Regions from separate parts of the Mus musculus genome. Here region 1 is linked to region 2. The links are chromatin contacts, called in public HiChIP or PLAC-seq maps. All regions are on one chromosome and are shown on one strand. Each heading gives the region's core, a stretch centred on a gene start, on an enhancer-like site or on the middle of the called end of the contact. The rest is flanking DNA. Distances are from core to core; before and after follow the strand shown.

Region 1 (5,655 bases), core at 3,032-5,531, 660 kb before region 2:
ACTCTCGCTGAGCCTGGAGCTTGCTGAGTCAGCTGGGCAGTAGCATTACTAGGGGTCATCCTCCTGTTTCAGTCCCCTCAATGCTGGAGTTACAGTTGTGGCCACCATGCCTGGCTTTTCCATAGATCTCGGGGATATGAATTCAGGTCCTCACAGTTGCATGATGAGAACCTTAGCCTGAGTTAGCCCCCAGTCCTATGTGTGTTCTTTAGACATGTGAGCCCAGGTCCTGTGCAAGAGCATCCAGTGCTCTGACCAATGAACTAACTCTTGGTCTTTGTTCCTCTCCAGGCTGGGTTTCATGTAGCCCAGTCTGGCCTTGAACTCCAACCTGAAGTATAGCAGAGGGTGAGTCTTGGTCTCCCTCGATGCCTGTGATAGGAGGTGGGAATCATGTCCAGGGTTGGTTTTTGGTTTTGTTTTAAATCAGAGGGTGCAATGTTAGTTGAAGGCAGCCAAATTCATGGCAATCTTGCCTCAGTCTCCTGGGTGCCACTCTTCCTGGCTGGTCACTTTGTATTCAGCACAGAGAGGTTGCCAAGTCTCTTCACTTGAGTTTTCACTCTAGATTCAAATTCCTTACCTCCCATTTCTCCCCATCATAGCTTAAACTTAGGCCACCATGCCTGGCCACTGTGTCCCAGGAACTGCCCATGGGAGCCCTCCTGAAAACCAAGTTACAGAGGCCTTCCTTCCCTTCCCTGATGCCATCTGACCTGGCCATCTTCCTTCTCCAAGCACCACCCTCACGTGACCCCTCCTTGACCCCTGGCTTTGCTCTTTCTTAGCCTGGCCGGCTGCCTAGTTCTCTTTCCAACTCCAGTCCTCTGTCTTTGTTCCTCCTCTGCCTGATACTCTTTGAGCATGAAACATGTTACAGACTGCAAAGACCACTATCTGGTGCCCATCCCAGCTGCAGTGCTCTGCTGCCCCTGAATGCTGGGCTTTTACCGGATGACTGCACACTTGAAGCCAGTGGCTTTGTACATGGACTTAGTGGTCCTGTGATGACCAGCCCCTTGCTATAAGGAAATCTACCCTACCAGAGCTGGGATAGTCACAGCATGGAACTCTCAGAACTGGAATTTGAACCCTGTCTCTCACAGAGTGCTAGGTTTCCCCCTTCTAGAACCTCCCAGCAAGAAGCCATTGTACCCACTTACTCCCACCGTCTACACACTGTCCTCCCCCACAGTGGCCGCCAGAGGACGCCCGTGAGCAGAGTATTTTTCTGCCTGTAGCTACCCGTGGGTTCCACCCTGCCCTGTCCACCCTGCACAGTCCCCATTCTGACCCCTCATTGCTCAGTCGGCCACAGTGGCATGAGCCCCACCCCCCCCACCCCCCACATGCTCACCGAGAGTACCAGGCTCCCGACTGCCCAAGAGCTTTGCACAGGGGAGCCCTCTGCCTACCCTGCTCAGAGAACTCTGCCTTTGAAGGTCCTGGGGTCAATGTGGATGTGCACGTCACTTCTGGTGAGGGGAACACTGATCCGGACAGATGGCCTGGAGGAGCCGTTCTAATCCTTTTAGCTCATTCCCTAATACTCCCGTGTGTGGGTCACCTCCCTCAGGCTCCTGCTGAAGGTGTCTCAGCCATGGCAGGGTCAGTGGATGAAAAAGAGGCCGAGGACTGGAGCCCAGCCCCTCCGATGTATGAGGAATACCGGCCACCCGCGCTGGATGCCATCCGCCTGCCTCGCTATGCCCTGTATCTGCTGATGGCCGCTATCCTGGTGGTGGCCGTGGCCTATGCCATTGTTGGCCACCTCATCAAAGATCTAGCTCATGACCTGGCTGGTGAGCCACTTTCCTGCCTAATCCATCCTGGGCTGGGGTCACAGGTGGCATGGGATGGAGCTCCGGTCTAGGCCAGGGTCGGCCCAAGGGTGGTCGTGGCCAGATCAAACTATGGCATGGGCGTGGCCAAGGTCAGGGGGAGCAGTGGGCTTGGTCAGGGTTTCCGCGGCCAGTCACGACCTCACCAGCCACTTGTCCCTGCAGACTGGGCCTTTGGCCCTAAGCCTGACCAGGAGGAGGAAGGTTCCCGGGAGCTGCGGGCCAGCTTGGCTGCAGAGGACCTGGAAGAACTAGATCTTCAGCTGGCCCTGGCCTGGCGTGGGGAGGATGACCCTGCCCGTGCTCCTCGCCGCACCTCCATTGCCTTCAAGGACCCGCCGGTGCAAACCAACTTTTGGAGGCTGGACTGACCTGGAGGAGTGGCATGTGTGACACTGGTGGGCCTGGCAGTTCCCTCTGCCTCAGTTGGACCACCTGTGTATGTGACAACATAGGGTTTGGCCAGGCTGAAACTCAAAACTCCCCTCCTGGGCTGGAGTGCTCTGATTGCAGACTCCACTTACACTTTATTGACTTGGAGACAGGTTCTCCATGTAGCCTAGGCAAGCCTTGAACTTGATACATAGCAGAGGACAACCTTGAACTCCTGATCCTCCAGTCACCATCTCCTGAACGCTGGGATGACAGATCTGGGCTTCTGTGATACTGAGGAGAGCCCAGGGTCTCCTCCAAGGCTGTGCCAGCCCGAGGCCCTGACAGCTTCCTTTCTTCCTTCCTTCCTTTCTTTCCCTCTTTCTTTCTCTTTTGGTTTTTCAAGACAGGGTTTCTCTGCGTAACAGCCCTGGCTGTCCTGGAACTCAGAGCCATCACCTGCAACATTTTTTCCTATGGATAATTCCTTACACAGTGTTTGCTGAGAGGAGAAAAGAGTGAGGCCAAATTCACATATAAATTAAAAGCCTATCTGACTATCCAAGTGCCATGACCTTTTTGTCTCAGCCCTGTCCCACACGTTCTCACAAAACCCTCCTGGGTGCTGTCGATGAGCCCAGTAGCACAGACTGGAAACTGAGGCAGGCCACTGAGAAATGTCTGGGTGAAGGTCCCTCAGCTTATTGTCACACACAGCACGGAGTAACCAAGCTGTCATCCTCAGCATTCAAGAGGCTGAGGCAGGAGGATGGCACATTCCAGGCCAGCCTGGACTAGGGAGCATAAGGAACCATGTGTGGTAGGTCCTCTCCACAGGGCTTCCCCCACCTCAGCTGGTGGGCATGTCAGTCTGGGCTCCTGACATCCCACCTGGGCTCAGATCTCTCAGCTCAGGACTCCATGAGTATACAGTAGGAGCTTAATATAGATAGGCATGCCTGGTTGGGTTCCTGGTGACATCTTTAATCCCAACACTCAGGAGGCAGAGGCAGGAGAATCTCTCTGAGTTCGAGAGTCTACAAAGTTAGGTTCCAGGACAGCCAGGGTTACCGTGTCTCAAAAAACCAAAATCAGGAAAAAAAAGCCAAACCCTTTTTCCAAACTGTGTGAGACCTGCCTCAAGCTTGGTATGTAGATGAGGATGACCTGGAATTCTTCATTCTCCTGCCTCCACCTCTGAATGCTGAGATGACAGGCATGTATCATCCCACCTCGTTTCTGGGGTGCTGGGGATGGAACCCAGGGCCTCATGCAAGCTGGGAGACTGCTCTGCCTCTGAGCTACAGCCCAGCACACAGTTTTATTTCTGAGACAGTGTCTTGCTCTGGAGGTCAGATAAGGCCTAGACCTAACCATCCTCCTGTCTCAGGCCTCTGTTGTGTGGGAATGACGGGCACATGAGGACATCAGTGCCCCGTTTCCTTGCTGTCTCCTGCACGTGCGCAGGCTGTGGCTGCACCCGTGACACTTCTGGGTGGGGTCCTCCTTTGCCCAGGTGAGGCTTGATATCTAATCAGCTTGAGGCCCAAGGTTGAGGGCAGAAGCCTGTGCCCTGTCTTTGTATGTTGAGATGTCTGGATGCTCTGCAGGCAGGTGTCTCTGCCATTGCTTTGAGGGTCCCCCTTCTAGGAACGTGGTGCTCCCTGCCTCCTTTGCAGCCTGGTGCTCACAGAGCTGCCAACCCCACTGGGCTGACCTACTAGACACAAAGTTGCCAGGCTTGTCCCAGCCACCAAGCCTGACTGCCACACTTGGTTGTGTGCACGTGACAGCGTGGACGTCCCATCTGTGCAGCCTGACTTCTTACAGAGGACTCTAAGGACCTGTCCCTGGGGCTGCTGGTCTCCAGGGAGGGGTGCAAGGTGCGGGGGAAGGGACAGTCTAGGTTAATATTAAACTAGCCGCAGACTCTGCCCTCCAAAGATGCAGGGGTCTGATGCCAAGCAGGCATGGGAGGCTGGGCCACAGACGGCAGGTTCCCCACCCCGCCCCGCCCAATCACTGTCTTAACCCCACCCGAGCCCTGTGCAGCTCACACCTGCAGCTGAACGTCGGCCCATATCCAGTGTGCTGGCCATGGACACCTTGGGCAGGCTGCTGCTGCTGGCTACACTGTTCCTGACACCCGCTGAGGCCCAGCAGGGTAGGACTAGGGTGTGGAGCCCGCGCTGGGTGGGTGTTAGGAACTGGGGCAGGGGCTCTTCAGCATCTCATTTCCCATTAGGAGAAACTAAGGCAAGGCAGGAAGAGGAAGTGAAGAGGGCACTGGTGGGGACGAGTGCTCTCCAATGACTCCTTCTGCCCTGTCTCTGATCTAACATCCTTCTCCCCTCTCAACGCTGTAAGCTAAGGCCACTGCCCTTTTCCAGCTGGTCCTCTCAGCTCCTTCAAGGCCTCTCTGAGCTATCCCCCCCCCTCGCCGCCCCCACTTCCCCCGCCTCCTCAACTACTTTATCTAAAAGCCTCACCCCTTAGAAGCCCAGCTTCTCCGGGAGGCGCGGACCTCCTTTACAACCTCTGCCCCCTAAGCCCCTGGCAGCTCCTAGTCTTGGACGTTCTTCCTGATTCCCACCTCTTTACGCCTTTTCTAAGCCCCGCCCTCCAAGACCCGCCTCTTTCCGTTAACGTCTTCCCCTCTCTCCCGCAGACCCCTCTGCTCCCAACAGACCCTTCTTTTTCCCTCTCGCAGAACCCACTTCCCCTGCAGGCTCCCCTTCCCCCTGCAGACCCTTCGTTTTTTGTGTCTGACTTGTCTTGTCCTTTGCAGCCTCAGAGCGCCGCCTGAAGCCTTGGCTAGTAGGCCTGGCTGCAGTAGTGGGCTTCCTGTTTATAGTCTTCATCCTCATGCTGGCCAATCGTGTCTGGTGCGCCAAAGGCAGGTGAGGACCTGCCCCTGTCCCACGCAGGGCCTCCTTGACCTCCCCGCCCTTCTGTGCTCCCTCCCAGGGTCAGCCTGGAGGTCATCTTGCTTTGCTGCCCTGTTGATCCCTTCTGATTCTTGGCGTTCATGACCTCAGTTGGGGATACTGAGGCAGAGAACAGCTCTTGTATCAATGTTTCTATTTGTGCAGAGCAGAGGATGAGGAGGCTACATTCAGAATGGAGCACATTATGAACGAGAACTCACAGCCAAGGTACCCTGTGGGTGATTCCCCCCAGACAGTCCTGAGAGGCCCAGCTGGGGGGAGGGGACAGTGTCCAGCAGGTGGACTCTGGGTGGGACTCTCTAGTGCAGATTCTGGGTCTGGGAGAGGAATAGAAGTGGGGGAGAGTTGGCATGGGCAGCTGGAAATACAGCTGAGCCCTGTGAACCTGAGAGGGTCCTGAGGAAGGAAGGGAGGGCTAGAAGGAGAGGCTGGGGCTACCTGTACCCAGAACTGCAGAGAACACAGCTACCTACCCTGTGACGACGCATGGTTTC
Region 2 (5,412 bases), core at 2,754-5,253:
AGTTGGGTCCCCTGACCTTTATTGTCTGGCCAACAGCTCCCCTTGCCTTCCCAAGAAGTTCTGAGATCATCAGGATCATCCAGCCAACAACAGGGAAAATGAAATGCCTAAAGGATAGTGGAAAAACATAACAAGATCCAGGGCAGTACTAAAGCCCAGCTATCCTGCTACAGCAAGCCCTGGATACCCAAATGAAACAGAGGCACAGATAATCTTAAATCCAATCTTATAAAGATGACAGAAACCTTTAAAGAGGAAATGAATAAATCCCTCAAAGAAATCAGGGAAACATTCCAACAGTTAGAGGCATTAAAAGATTAAGCAGGCTGGAGAGATGGCTCAATGGTTAAGAGCACTAACTGCTCTTCCAAAGGTCCTGAGTTCAAATTCCAGCAACCACATGGTGGCTCACAATCATCTGTAATGGAATCTGATGCCCTCTTCTGGTGTGCCTGAAGACAATGACAGGAGAGTGTATTCATATACATAAAATAAATAAATACCTCTTTAAAAAAAAAAGATTAAGCAAACAAATATAATGAAATACAGGAAAATACAAACAGGTGAAGGATATGAATAACACTGTCTGAGACCTGAAAATGGAAATAGAAGCAATAAAGAAAACAGAAACTGAGGCAATCCTGGAGATGGAAAACCTAGGAAAGAGAACAGGAACTACAGACACAAGAATCACCAACAGAATATCAGAAATTGAATACAGAATCTCAGGCAGAGAAGATATGATAGAAGAACTCGATACATCAAACAAAATGAAAAATCTAAAAAGTTCATGACACAAAACATCTAGGGAATTTGGGACACTATGAAAAGATCAAACCTAAGAATAATAGGAATTGAAGGAGAAGATCCCGAGAGCAAAGGCCTAGAAAACGTTTTCATCGCCATCATTGAAGACTGAGATCCCTGTAAATGTACAGGAGAGTAACAGGATCCCAGGAAACTTTTAATGGCTGTGAGTTAGGGAGGGCTTTGTCTTCCTTCAGGGACACACTTCCAATGTCCCCTTTAAACATTTTCTTCATGCTGGTTGGTGATGGGAACACTTTTAATCCTAGCACTGATGAGGCTTAGTCTGGTAGACTTCTGTGAGTTCCAGGCCCTCCTCCTTCACAGAATGAGTTCCAGGGCAGCAAGAGCTTTCTTGAAAAAATAGGGAGAAAGCAAAAGAAAACGGAAAAATTTTGAGACAAGCATTTCCTTTCTCCAATTTTACAATTCATCAATCTCTGATAGAAGTAGATCATGAATGAACTAAACCCCCCACATAGAGATGGCATTTTATATTAGGTGGCCTACTAAATTATAATTTAGCAGATTAAGTACTCACTCATAGGGTAGGACACAGAAAACAGGAAACAAATAAATTAACTGAGAAGGAAACTATATTACAATGTACTTTCTCCATACCTTGTTTATGTCAAAGTCACTAAAAAAATGGAAATAAAAGCATGGGTTCCTAGGACATCCTTGGGCAGAAACAAGAATGAACTTCAAAAGAGGAGTCACAAATATATTAAGAAAAAACAGGCATGGAGAGTAGCAGGGCAGGGCAGGGCAGGGCATGATGTGAGGCGTTGAGACCCAGCTTTGCCTCTGTCTGCAGCCTTCAGCTCTCATGGCTGCTCACTGGTGGCACCTCTGGAGCATCCAGCAATCTCTTCCTTTGGTTTGCTTTGGATGTGTGCTTTCCCATGGTTGGCTCTTTAGGCTGTTGCATATTCACTAGAGCCTTCACAATGTGGAGGGTAAACAACAACATAAAAAACAAAACAAAAAACCAATGTGGAGGGTTAGGACCTCTGTTAATACCTGAATATCTTTTGGAGGCACATGACTACCAAAATATGCATAATTTCTGATAATATTCATTTTCTGGTATTATATTAAAGGCACTTTGTAAAAGGGAAGACCACAATATTGAAGGACATAAAAAAGGTTTAGAAGATGTAGAAGGTAATTTTCATGTGCAAGAGGATATACTCATGTACCTCTGAAGAAATTGTAATATAACCTGAAGTTTTAAGGAAAAGCTACAGTGTAAATAAGGCCAGCTTTGTGATGCTTTTTTTGTTTGTTTGTTTTTGTTTTTTTCTGGCTGTCCTGGAACTCACTCTGTAGACCAGGCTGGCCTTGAATTTAGAAATCTGCCTGCCTCTGCCTCCCAAGTGCTGGGATTAAAGGCATGTGTCACCACTGCCCAGCGTGATGCTTATTAAATTCTCATAATGCCACATACCCCAATGCCAGGTACCTGATCAATGTTTTGAGGGCATTTTTTCTAAGAAACAACACAAGGAAAGAATGCCTTAACAGATGTCACAATTTTAGTGATAGCCACATGAGAGCCATGTTGTACAACTGCCTGTCCATTTGGGTTCACACCATTCAATTATTGTAAAAGGCATAAGCATTGTTGAGTGTGTGCCTTAGTTACGGTTCTATTGCTATGAAAAAACACCATGACCATGGCAAGTCTTATAAAGAAATCTATTTAGTTGGGGCTGGCTTACATTGTCAGAGGTTCAGTCCATTATCATCATGGTAGGAGCATAGCAGTGAGCAGGCAGTCAAGGTGTTGAAGGAGCCAAGAGTTCTACATCTTGATCTGATTGTACCCAGTACAGGACAGGCTGTCTTCCCTAGGTAGCCACGAGGAGGCAGTCTCCCACACTGGATGAAGCTTGACCATAGGAGCCTCAACACCCACCTCGCTAAGTGCCACACATCTTCCAAGGCCATACCTACCCCAACATTGACACACCTGAGTCGTGCCAATCCCCATGGGCCAAGCACATTCAAACCACCACATTCCATTTCCTGGCCTTACATCCTTGTTTAAACACACAAGTCTATAGGGGCCATCATAGCCACAATGCAAAAGTCCCCATAGTATATCATAGTCTCAACAATGTTTAAAAGTCCAAAGTTCAGAGTCTCTTCTGAGACTTATGCAATCTCTTAACTGTAATCACCTGAAAAAAAATCTCAATCATAATGGAAATTGTGTATTTTCAACATCACAGGATGCACATGACCAGTCCAAAATTATAGTGAGGAAATACTGGACCAAAGCCAGACCAGAAATCAGCTGGGGAAACGCCAAACTCTGCATTTTCATGTCTAATCTCTAACTCCTTTCAGCTTTGGTGACTGAAACACAATTCTTTCTCTTGGCTGGCTCCACTTCCTATTAGCAGTTTTCCTTGGCAGGTATTCTATGGCTCTGGCATCTCTAATATAGTCTCCGAGGCAACTTCAACTTCACACCTTCTTGTTCCAATGTTGGGGATCCACACACATTATCTTCTGGGCTCCTCCAAAGGGCTTGAGTCATATCTCCAGCTCTGCCCTCTGTAGCACTCTGCGCTGTTCTTGGTGATCATCCCTTGGTTTTGGGCTCTCCAGTATGCTCTGGTCTTGTGCTCCAACTAGGCTCCATCAATAGCCTCTCAGGCAGACCAAGAGATCGGGAATGTAAAGGGTAGATGAAAAATAAAAATACATCCCCACCCCTAGGTAATCTAAATGGTTGGATTATAAAGGGAAGGGCCGCTGTGGGAAGCAGGGCTGTAGAAGTTCAGGGTAGGGTCGGGGCATGCCAGCCAACTCTGTAAGCAGTATGGACTGAGGGATGCAGGGAGAAGTTGACAGACAGCCTCTGCGCTGATAAAGTACCCACCTTAGTTTTTTATCCCTGGTTGTAGGACCTAACATTCTGTGCCCAGGAGGAAGAAGGGGAAATACCTACTGTGTGAAGGAGAAGTGCCGGAATGACTTTGCAATCCAGGCACAAGTTCAGCTGCAATGCCAATCTCCACAGCTCTGGGAAAGTTCTGTCCCTGCAAACCACTGTGCATTGTCCCTGTAAGGCACTCTTGACTCTAGAGTGTTAGCGCCTGTCACAGAGGCCTTATTAACCAATCAGAGCCTGGATTCGGACTGCCAGTCAGAACGGAGGCGGGCACTTCCGCCACCATGCTGCAGGTTTGACTGTGAGTCTTAGGGAAGCTCTTGTGGTTCTGTGTGCTGCTTTTTCAACTGCTGCTAGGAGCTGTGAGGAGAGTGGGTGAGCCCGGAATCCGCACCATGGTGAGCGGGGCCGCCGTCCCCACGCGGGGAGGATCTGCGGGAGCCCGGGGTGCGGGAACCGGCGGCGAGACGCGGGGCCCGGTGTGATTCCCTTTGTTCCCCCTGAGGTCCCCTCATCTCCCAGGCGGAGGCGGGACCTCTGATCGACTTAGTTCCCCTCTCTGCGCCTGCGTACAACTTGGGACGCCGGACCTGCTGTCCGCAAAGTGCAAAGCACCATTCAGTGCACGCGCATGCGCGGGTTTCACGGTAGCCAGATTTTCTGACTTGCAGAGCTCTAGTTTCTCTAGAGTCTTCTAGAAGTTCTTCACTTGGCATTTGCCATTCAGGTGTGGGCTCCATCTCCAGTGAATTCTGCGCAGGTGTAAAGTCTGTGCTATTAACACATTCGCATGCAGATGCCACCGTGGTCCAATCCCATGTGTAAGACCAGACTTACTGGGTTACCTACATTAACTGTGTTGCTGTTTCTGAGTGCTCTCTCGTGTTTTGTTGGTCTCTTTCTTTCTCAAACAGCACAGTCTTTATCGCAGGTGTAGGGTAACTTAGAAGCCAGACGGTGTCACTGTGCTGTTTATTCAGCCTTGTGTGTTCATGTTTTCTTTCATGCTGACCTTTTGTCATCGGCTTTCTGTCGTTCATTGCAGAAATCGTTAGACTCTTTAGTGGACGTTTGTTGAATCCATAGCTCAGATTGTGTCCTGCAATAATACTGAGACTTCTTGTCTACAATCTTGCAATTTCTCTCCTTTGATTGAATTCGTTGATTTTTTTTTTTTTATTATATATTTATAGTTTTGGCAACCGATATTTGTCCCACTTCTGTGTATTTCTGGCCATTTTATCCATGGTGACATATAAGAGATATGGGGATCTGTACTTTTAATTTACTACATTTGTTTCTTGTACACAAGTGTTTGGCTTTCTTGTATTTGTGTTTATCAGTTGGGTGTTTGGTGTCCATAGAAGACCAAAGAGGCCATTAGATGTCGCCACCAGGATCTAGGAATAATTTTTTACCACCATGTTAGTGCTGGGAACCAAACCCAGCTCTTCCACTAGAGCAGAAGTCTTAGTTGCTGAGCCATCTCTTCTGTCTTAAACTTGACAGACTTTGAAAAATTTGCATGTGAGTGTGCCCATTTCACAGGCTGAAAACTGAGGGTTAAGGTGATTGAGGTTTGTTAAAAGTCTTGTGTTTGGGAGTTGGGAGATGTCTCAGAGGTACTGTTTGAGACTCGGTCTGTTTGACACAAGCTAGAGTCAGACTGGCCTGTGGGCAAATGTGTAGGGTATTCTCCT

Evidence for each region. HiChIP or PLAC-seq counts read pairs in DNA pulled down with a chosen protein or histone mark.
Region 1: a contact with region 2 is called in an HNF4G HiChIP or PLAC-seq map of pancreatic cancer cells. The contact joins the promoter of Smim24 here to the promoter of Zfp873 in region 2. A contact is called at or near these places in 1 of 39 promoter capture datasets (pre-B cells) and 2 of 115 datasets of contacts at active chromatin or transcription factors (large pre-B cells and pancreatic cancer cells).

Annotation. Positions count from the first base shown.
Region 1 is chr10:81,388,783-81,394,437 of GRCm38.p6, forward strand. Smim24 (small integral membrane protein 24) reads left to right here and starts at 4,282. Exons shown (of 4, transcript NM_001099917.1): 1 at 4,282-4,377; 2 at 5,002-5,113; 3 at 5,306-5,368. The coding sequence starts at 4,311. Gm48552 (predicted gene, 48552) reads left to right here and starts at 1,535. Exons shown (of 2, transcript NM_001384181.1): 1 at 1,535-1,802; 2 at 2,007-2,773. The coding sequence starts at 1,601. The coding sequence ends at 2,212. It overlaps Gm48551 (predicted gene, 48551), which reads left to right. Exons shown (of 6, transcript NR_168929.1): 5 at 1,577-1,802; 6 at 2,007-2,773.
Region 2 is chr10:82,044,120-82,049,531 of GRCm38.p6, forward strand. Zfp873 (zinc finger protein 873) reads left to right here and starts at 4,004. Exons shown (of 4, transcript NM_001319203.1): 1 at 4,004-4,110. The coding sequence starts at 4,108. Gm46195 (a long non-coding RNA gene) reads right to left here and starts at 3,929. Exons shown (of 2, transcript XR_001779681.1): 1 at 3,770-3,929; 2 at 2,328-3,467.